2 separate regions of the Sus scrofa genome follow, and region 2 is linked to region 1. Evidence: chromatin contacts called from public Hi-C data. All regions are on one chromosome and are shown on one strand. The core of a region is the stretch at or near the end of the contact, and the rest is flanking DNA. Distances in the headings are between cores, read along the strand shown.

Region 1 (4,297 bases), core at 672-3,171:
CCGACAGTATAAACATTTTCATATTGTCTTTAATTTATCTGATGGGTGGGGAGTTGCTTCCAGGTAGGACCTGGGGGCCGGGAGTCTGCCTGCTCCTTAAGACTTTTCCAGAGCCATCTCTGGATTGTGTGTGCCGCGTTACTTGTGTTATTGCTCGCATCATCATCTTCATGTATTATTCATAGTCCCTTTTTCAATTAAATTATTAATTGGTTTTCTGTAAGGTGTTCTCAACTCATGTGGCTAATATAAATAATAGTGTGTTTTGAAAACACCACCTGTTCTTGGGCCTGAAGTCAGGCGGTCTGGAAACAGCTCTGCAGTGGCCATACTGGTTTACAAAATCATCCTCCACTTTCCTTTTTTCCATCTCCACTCCCCTCGCCACCCCCCCCCACTCACTCTCTCATGTGTGACAGAATTTGGCTTGTGCTCTCCTTTGTCCCTAATCGGACATGATTCCCTAGAGGCAGTCTTTGCTCCCTGGGCCCCAGCTGGAAAAAAAAAATTTTTTTTTTTTTTTTCCCTGAGTCTCTTACTTGGGCTGAAATGTAGAGAGGGGTTGTCTAGCCCCAACAGGTAAGATATGTTCATTTGAACCTGAATTATATTGGGCCAGATGCCTTCTAGTTTTCATCACCCCTTTCCTCCTGCATCAGTGTGTGCTTAATGCTAATACGATTCCATACATACAGCGCTTCGCCTCATGAGCTTATTATATTTCTAACACTTGCACGGTTCATTATTGTGCAGTCAGAAAGGACTCTCAAGGCTGTGGGGCCAGCCTGGGTGGGTGGCTTTCAGAAAGGGTAAAAGCAGGTGCTTTTCTATGCAGAGAGTCGGGAGTAAATTCAGACCTAGCAGTGGGATTCTGGCAGGGGGACAGGGGACTTCCGGTGAGATTTCTGTGGTGCTGCCTTTGCATGTCAGAATGGAGAAAGTGAACCTGGGGCGGTATAAAAGTGTCCAGCAATTGCTTGGACCAACGGGGCAGCCCCATTAAATTTGACCTGGGTGGTAGAAGCTCCTTACGCAGGGCATGATCTATACGTCTTATCTGTGGCTTTTAAGGCGTCTTGTTAAAGATACTGTAAGGTTAATTGCAGGCTGCGACTTTTCTTCCCCTCTGTCTTTCTCTTTTTTCCTTCTCTCCCATGAAAAACTATCCTTAAGCTGTCACTGGAGAGCAGGGGATGTTTTTTATAAGTTTCCGCAGCTGAAAACAGAAGTTCTCTGTAAAGCAGTTAATAGGATGGGTGTGTGTTGCAAATAAATTCCTGTCCACATTGGCTAATGTCCCCACGCTAGAGTGGCCTGGCTGTGACGTGGATGGGGCCCAGAGACCCATGGCTCTGGTCCGGAGGCCCCAGGCTCCTTGTTGTAGCCGAGGGCGCGTCCCTTTCTTCTCGCCCGATTCTAGGCCGGCCCCCGACTTTTGATGAGTGAGGGGTCAGCGCCCGGGGAGGACCGGGCTTTGTTCCCGCCCGCCCGGCCGGTTCTCCGCGCGGCGCAGGCCGAGCCGCCCAGGGCTCCTGTCCCCGGGTGCGCGCGGCCCAGCCTGCCTGGAGGCCCGTGCCCGGAGCGCGGCCGAGCGCTCGGGCCTCGCGCGCCCGTGTGTCCCTGTGTCCCCGCGGGCGCGGCCGCAGCCCAGCACCCGGCCTACGCCCGGCACGACTGTAGATGTCAGGCTTTGCCCGGGGAGCCGAGCGGCGGCGGGGCTGTGAGTTTCAAATTAACCTTCCGCTTTGTTGCCGTGTAATGTGGATCCCCGAAGGCCCCCCGCCCCGCCTGCCCCCCTTCCCCGGGCGGTGCGCGCCGCGAACTGCGAGTTGAGCTTCATTTACATAAAGCCATTCCGGGCGGGCGGCGGAGCCGGCAGCGGGCAGGCCGGGGACGGGGACGCGAGCGCCGCGCCCCGTGGGTGAATCCCCGCCTCGCGCCCGGGGACCTGCCCTCCCTCCCGGGGAGGGGCGACCGCCGGCCCGGCCGGGGCCGCGAGCATGAGCCCCCCTCCCCTGCCCCGGGCCCCCTCGCACCTAGCCAGAGCCAGCTCGGAGCCCCGGGGGCAGCGGGAGGTGGGGAGAATGCCGCCTGGGGTGGGTGCGTTCGGGGCTCGGGTGCCGCTGGAATTTCCCGTGGTCGCGCCCGCCGCGGCCCCCGGACCTGCGAGTGCCTCCTCCCTCTGGAGGTGTGCGGAGCCTTTGTGTGCCAGGTGAGTGCAGCCTCCCGCCCCCGCCGGCCCGCCTGCCCGCGGGTTCGCGCAGCCGGCCTAGAGCTGCAGGCAGGTGCTGCGAGTCTTGGCTGAACTTCCCATTCTCTTGGGGCATGTGGGGGAAGGGCAGGCTGGATGCACCTGAACTACCTGACTCCCAGTTGGAACCTACCTGGGGTGAGAGCCTCTGCATCGCGCTCAGCACCGAGTCAGGCCCTTCCTCCTTCCCTCCCTTCCATCTTTCTTCCCCTCCCTTCTGCCTTCCTTATTTTGCTTTTGGATTAGTTCCTGCCGGTTGAATATTTGCGGTGCTGGTGTCATTTAGAAGTTTGGGTTCCATTGCCTAAAAATGCACCCTTTTCATCACAAGAGAAGTCACCGGCCAGTTGGAAACAATGCGAAGAATGCGCTTGTTGGGGAGTAATTAAAGGGAGAATCAGAGTTCGTGGAGCTGGAAGGCACCTTTGAAGATAGACTCATTTGAGTTTGTGGGCACTCTGGGAAAACCAGAGCTGCGTCCATTTCCATGGAAAGCGGGGTGGTCAGGAGGGAGAGCTGAGATGTTTGTCCTGTTAAAAGAAGGGGAAGAAGGCCCAAGTTAGGTCAGTGGCAGAAGAAGACAAAAGTAATCATGGTAGGCTAGAGGGGAAAGAACTTTCTGGAAAATGGTCCTTTCTGCTTTGGACATACCTGTGTGATAATGATGGGAAAATGCCCAGAGGGCAAAGATCACAGCCCCTGCCTGCCTGGTGCATTGCCTGGCACTGAAGTGCACGTGCCATAAAGTGGTTTAAATGCAACTCTCAAGCAGGTGAATCCAGGGGGGTCATCCCTTCCTGCACCCACTATTTGAGTCATTTAACTGGCCTGGAGAACTATAGAAGCCACCGACAGATAACCTCAGAGAGGGCTGATGGCCCACTTGGGCACCGGGAGAAGGCCTCTCCCTCAGTCCTGGGCCTGGATGGTGGAATGCATCAAGGCAGAGCAAGGAAGACAACCTTAAGCCTCGAAGGCAGATAGTGAGGAAGTTTCCCGTCGTCTTATTTCACCCTGTGCTTTGAGATCCTTGGCAAAAGGTGACTAAATACATGGAGTATAGTTTAAAGCTCGCGCTGGCTGGAGAACTTGGTTTCTCTGCCGTCAAGCAGCAGGTGTAGAGTCGGCCCCTGGAGTCCCCTCATTCCTAAATTCAGGAGGTGTCAAACCTTCATGTTCTTTTAATGGCTGTGGTTTCTGGATAGGTTTCAAGGGGAAAGCCTAAAAATCACGAGCTCCAGCAGCCTGGGCTGCAGAGGGAGGCGTGAGTGCTGGGGGCAGAAACTGCAGCTGAGAGGCAAACAGGCACCTTCCAGGGCAACCTGATCAAGACAGGCCGAGGCCTGGAACCTGGGCCTGTTCCTTGTTACCACAACAGCCACTGGCGGCCTGAGATTCTGAAGCCTTCTTGTCGCCCAGCCTGAAAAGCAATTAGGGAACCAAGGTGGTGGAATGTGAGGGAAGTCAGGCCACAGAGGTTCTCAGTAACATAAGGGTCTCAACAATGGGGTCATTGGAGAGAGGTCCGTACCTGGATGTTTGCACACCTGTATTTGTGTTCCTTCTGTTCCTCGGAGCCCCCCGAAGGCCCCCTTTCAGAGGGCATGTGGCGCTCTGAGGGCCAAGAGAAAACTTTCCCTCTCTCCCTTCCTTAAATTACAGGACTAAGGAGATTGTCTGCATTTAGTTTCCAGCGTGTTTTCAGAGAGCGTGTAAGTGCCTCTCAGAATGGGCCAGGGTCACACGTTGCTCTTTCATTTAATTACACAAGTGTTATTTAACAACATGGGGCAGATGCAGAAGCAAGCACTTTTACACTTTAAAAACAGTCCTTTTGGAGTCACAGGGAATTAAGTGACTTGGAGACCTTCTGTCTTTATCACATGGATCACGTCCCTTTCCCAACTCTCTTTGGAAATGGCTGCATTTTCTATGGGATAGAGCTGCTGTTTTCCAGTTCTCCTGAAAACAGCTTTGATTGACAGGGGACTATTGAGAAACACTTGCTAACTCTTCCAAAAAAAAAAAAAAAAAAAAAAAAATCTG
Region 2 (4,297 bases), core at 1,246-3,745, 110 kb before region 1:
GTTGATCTCTTAACGGCAGACGATGAGTTAATTCATCCCTAAACCCTTCTAACTTGGCAGAGGAGGAGTTCTTAGTCATTGAACTCACTCTGGGCATTGCATATTCTATTATTTATCATTTACCTAGAAATGAAAGTGTGAGCCTCTCACAGGAGAAACTGGCCCCCACGTGAGAGAAGAGAACTCTGGAGGGAGATGGCAGCGTCTGGAGGATTCAGAGACTTTCCCTCCCCGAAAGCCCAGGGTCAGTAGCAGCAAAAGGATGAGACAATGAATAAATAAAGTCAGGAACTGGAGAGAAGTGTGTGGCCCAGGAGACAAGCTGGGATGGGCGTGGCCCTGGTATTCTAAGAGGAAAGGCCAGGAATTTGAATGACTCCAACATTGATTCAGCAAGTGGTTGTTGTGCTAGATCAGGGTGTCCAGACCTAACCCCGCCTGCAGGTGAATGAATACTGTGTACATACAAGTGGGGAAAAGGGGTATGAGGGAAACAAATCGGCTATTACAGGAGAAAAATAATGGGGTTGAGGGTTCAAGGGATGGGAACCTATTTGAATCAACTGATTAGAGAAAGTCTCTAAGGAGTTAACATTTAAACTCACACTTGAAGCCCAAGAAAGAAGCAACTGACAAAGAGAAAAACATCAACGATGAGATGGGAAGCAGGAAAGTCCTCGGCAAACTCAAAGGGGTAAACAGAACAGAACGGTCCTGCCGTTTACTGAGCCTGTCGTGGTCAGACCCCGTTTTAGGGGCTTGCTGTGTTTCAAGCATTTACTCCTCCCAACCCTTTGAGGAGGCGCTGTGGTTATTCCTGCTTGACTGGTGAGGCCAAGAAAGCTCGTGTGTCTGGAACATAAAAGACCAAAGAGAGATGGCTCGGTGTCAAGTTGGAGACGTAGGCAGCGACCAGGAGGGCTCTCGGGAGGGTAGGGGGATTTGTTGAAGTGGGGTTTTCCGACGGTCCCTCTGGCCACTCATTGCTGAGTGGACTGAAACAGGGCGAAGGGGAGGTGGGCAGAACCATCGAGAAGGCCTCTCGGGTTCCAGGCAAGAGCAGGCGTGGCAGAGCCAGAAGGGAGGTAACGAGATGGTGGGATATGATGGAGTCGAGGCAGGTTTTTGACTGTGTTGCGATTTGACAGGCAGCCAAACAGTAAGGACACAGAAAGAGAACACATGGATGCAAACCTCATTCCGGCTGCCCTCTGCCACAACAGAGAGGGAAGGGGACAGAGCCGAGAAACAGACTCTTGCAACGTGGAAGATTTTCAGGCCCCAGGATCCTGCCTCACTGTCCATGGAAGACTTAAATACCCACGGCCTACATGCTGTGGTTTGGCTGTTCTCTTTCCTCTCTTGTTTTTTTGTCAAATGGACACACACACACACACACACACACACACACACACACACACACACTCTTACACGCACCCCTCCTGATCCACTGAGCGCTTAGGAACAGTTAACAAGGGAGGCTTGTCTCCAGGCCCAGGAGAGAGACCTGCTACCCAGAAAAAGAGGGAAAAAAAAAAAAAACTGAAGAGGAAAACGTGAAGACAGTTCACCTGGGGAAAGAGGCCCAGCTAACCTCAAGCCAATCATTAGCTCTGCCCAAGGCTCTCAGGACACTGACACACTCGGGAATTTTAGGAGCCCGGAAACTCCAAGCAAAGTTTATTTTCAGAACAAGGCCTGAAGAAGGAAGCAGAGGATAAACAGGGACCAAATGTTTTAATTATTTGAAATGGTTTCCACCCCAAACACCATTCCCCAAATCTGAAAAAGAGCTGCCCAGAGGCTTTCTGGGAAGGCCTTTCCCCCGTAGCTCTCCGCCACCCAGGCTTGTACCAGCCCCACGCAGCCCCCGGCAGGACGGTTCCTTAACGGGAATGGCTGGGTGCACCCCCGGCTCTTTTCTGACTGTAGCCAAACCTGGGTGTCGGAGCCTGGGGAGGTTCCCGGGAGGCCGCCTGGAAGCATCTCCGGCTGCAGAACAGTAGCCATAGTGGGTCCTCCGGGGACCGCCTCTGAGCTTCCCTCAATGCAGTTCGTCATCTGGGTTTTATAGGGAACAGGGGTCTTGACCCTGGGATGGAAGAGAGCACAGCCTTGTTAGCAAACTGTCCGGGGAACACTTTAACGAAAACTCATGTGGTGGAGGAGAGGGCAGCCGGCAAGGACCAAAGGAATACGGGCCTGTCCCCCAGCACCGGGCCCCAGCAGAGTCCCTGGGCCTGGCCTTCAGACCCGCAAATCAAGCCCGGAAAGCTCAGGGAGCACAAGACAAGAGGACAGACGTGTTGGGGAAAAAAAATAACTGCTAATATGATAAAACACCAGTGGATACAGCAGCCCGCGGCCCGTCAAGGAGCTCGGGAAACGCAGCTCGGAAAAAGTACAAAAGTCCTTCAGTGTGAGGTAATGAGGCGCGTCTAATTATATTTCAGAACGAAACAGCAAGAAAGGCTTGCAAAACCTTCCCCTCTGCCTTCCCTCACCAAACCGAGTCCAAATCCCAACCCAAGAGACACTGTAACTTCAGAGAAAGTGAGGCATTTCCGAGAGCATCCCGGGAAGCAAGGTTGCGAGTTTTCCCAGAACTGGGAAAAACTATCTCGCACAAACCTTTCCCCGCCCATCCCCTCTTCCCCTCCCCACCCCCCCCCAAAAAAAAAACTCCCATCAGGAAACAGGCAGGGGGAGGAAGAAAGAAAAAAAAAAAAAAAAAAACCAAACCAAACCAAACCAAACACAGGCAGCCCCACCATGAGAAATCAAGGCAGTCGCAATGACATTTGACACGGCCAGGCCACAGCTGAAGAACAAGGGGAAAAGTTTTAGGGTGACTGTCACTGACCCATAGTCTCTCACTCCTAACCTTGCTCTCCAACATATGTTTCTCATTTCCTTGCTTATAGCTGGTCCAAGCTAATGATATGTGTTTTGGCCGGCATCCCGTGCTTGGCATACAGCCGGGCTTGTTCTCATTGTCCGGGCTACTTACAGAAACCTCTTTCTCTGTCTCTTTCTCTCTCTCTCAAAAAAAGCGGCTTGAAAGAACAGTAAATATGCAAAACAGCCCCCGCGCTCTCAAAAGCTCCCATCTTGGTCACGGCCCCCGCGCTACCCTCACACACCCCATCAATAAAGGCCTAAAGAGACGGTCCACGGGTGAGGGGTATGTTCAACACAAAAGCAGTGGAAATTCAAACAAATTGGTCCATTAGAGTCTCACACGGCTATAAATACAGCTCCGCTCGGGCTATTTTGAGGGACGGTGGCATGGGAAAGTTCGGCCTGGAATCTCGCGTTTGTCAGAGGAGACGGATCTCGCTCCCAAGACATGGGAAGAAGAGGCAGCGCTCCCGGCAGGCCGAGGGAGGAGGGCATGGCTTCTGGTCAGTTCCAGGGCAGGGCTAAAAGTGGACGAGGAGGCTCGGCCAGGCCTCGCCCCTCGTCTCCAGGGCCGCTGGCCTTGCCGTTGGAGGCGTGGGCTCTGGTGTCACTCAGACCGTCCATAACCTCGAAAAAAAGCTGACCACGCCCTTTGGCTCCCCAGAGGTCAATGGACCACTGCACTCTTCCTGGTGCACTGGGCAGGCTGGTGGAGGAGGGGTGGGAACCAGAGGGGCCAAGCTGCGTCTAGGCAGGCCCCAGGCTGCAGCCAGCATCTCTGGTGGACCCAGCAGGGACTCCCGAGGAGCCCCTTTCTACAGAGCAGCCCCCAAGTATGGAGCCCCGTGTGCATATATGTTGTAAAACTCCACTGGAACCCAGGCCGGCGTGGTAGCAAAATAAGTCGGCGACGGTGCCTGCGCAAATGTCGAGAACAGCTTCGTCTTTCTCTTCAGGGTGTGTCAGCAGAAGGCAGTTAACTGCTCCGGGTTGGGAATGAGTAAACACGGCAGGCACCTCTGCTTAAGCCTTGAACCTGCCCACTTTGGGGAGGACACAGATCACCCTTGCAACATCCGGCTGGGTCTGTTTGGCCTAAGTCAGGGGACCCCGTATCGATTTCTGTTCAGAAAGCACACCCAGGACTTATTCCAAAACCCAGTTGGATTTACTCATTCAGTTACTGTTTGAACACCTACTGTATACCACGCACTTTCCCAGGCCTGGGGTGACGCAGACGCCGCCCTGACTGCCGGGATTTTCAGCCCTGTGGATGCATTTAATTTGTTCATGATCCTGGAGTTTTCTTGACTGCACCTCCCATTTTGCCCGGAATGGCCCCAGCGATATCTGCTGTCCCGGTATAATTATTAATAGCGCTTCTTTGTGCTCTCCA

What was found. A called contact is a pair of places that touch in the nucleus more often than the background predicts.
Region 2: a Hi-C map of fetal liver shows a contact between it and region 1, with 1.6 times the contacts expected there. The contact joins the enhancer-like site here to the promoter of ZFHX3 in region 1. A contact is called at or near these places in 1 of 5 promoter capture datasets (liver), 12 of 47 Hi-C or Micro-C datasets (alveolar macrophages, embryonic fibroblasts, fetal liver and 7 more) and 2 of 2 datasets of contacts at active chromatin or transcription factors (alveolar macrophages and skeletal muscle).

The regions. Positions count from the first base shown.
Region 1 is chr6:15,938,925-15,943,221 of Sscrofa11.1, reverse strand. ZFHX3 (zinc finger homeobox protein 3) reads left to right here and starts at 1,921. Exons shown (of 10, transcript XM_021097088.1): 1 at 1,921-2,212.
Region 2 is chr6:16,049,174-16,053,470 of Sscrofa11.1, reverse strand. No RefSeq gene overlaps it. Among named protein-coding and RNA genes, the nearest start is that of ZFHX3, 110 kb to the right of the region's middle. Within about 2 kb of position 2,495, at least 33 of the 83 cell types and tissues checked have an H3K27ac peak or open chromatin away from gene starts, as enhancers often do. A contact at or near this core is called in fetal liver, liver, mesenteric adipose tissue and 3 more, where this site is marked.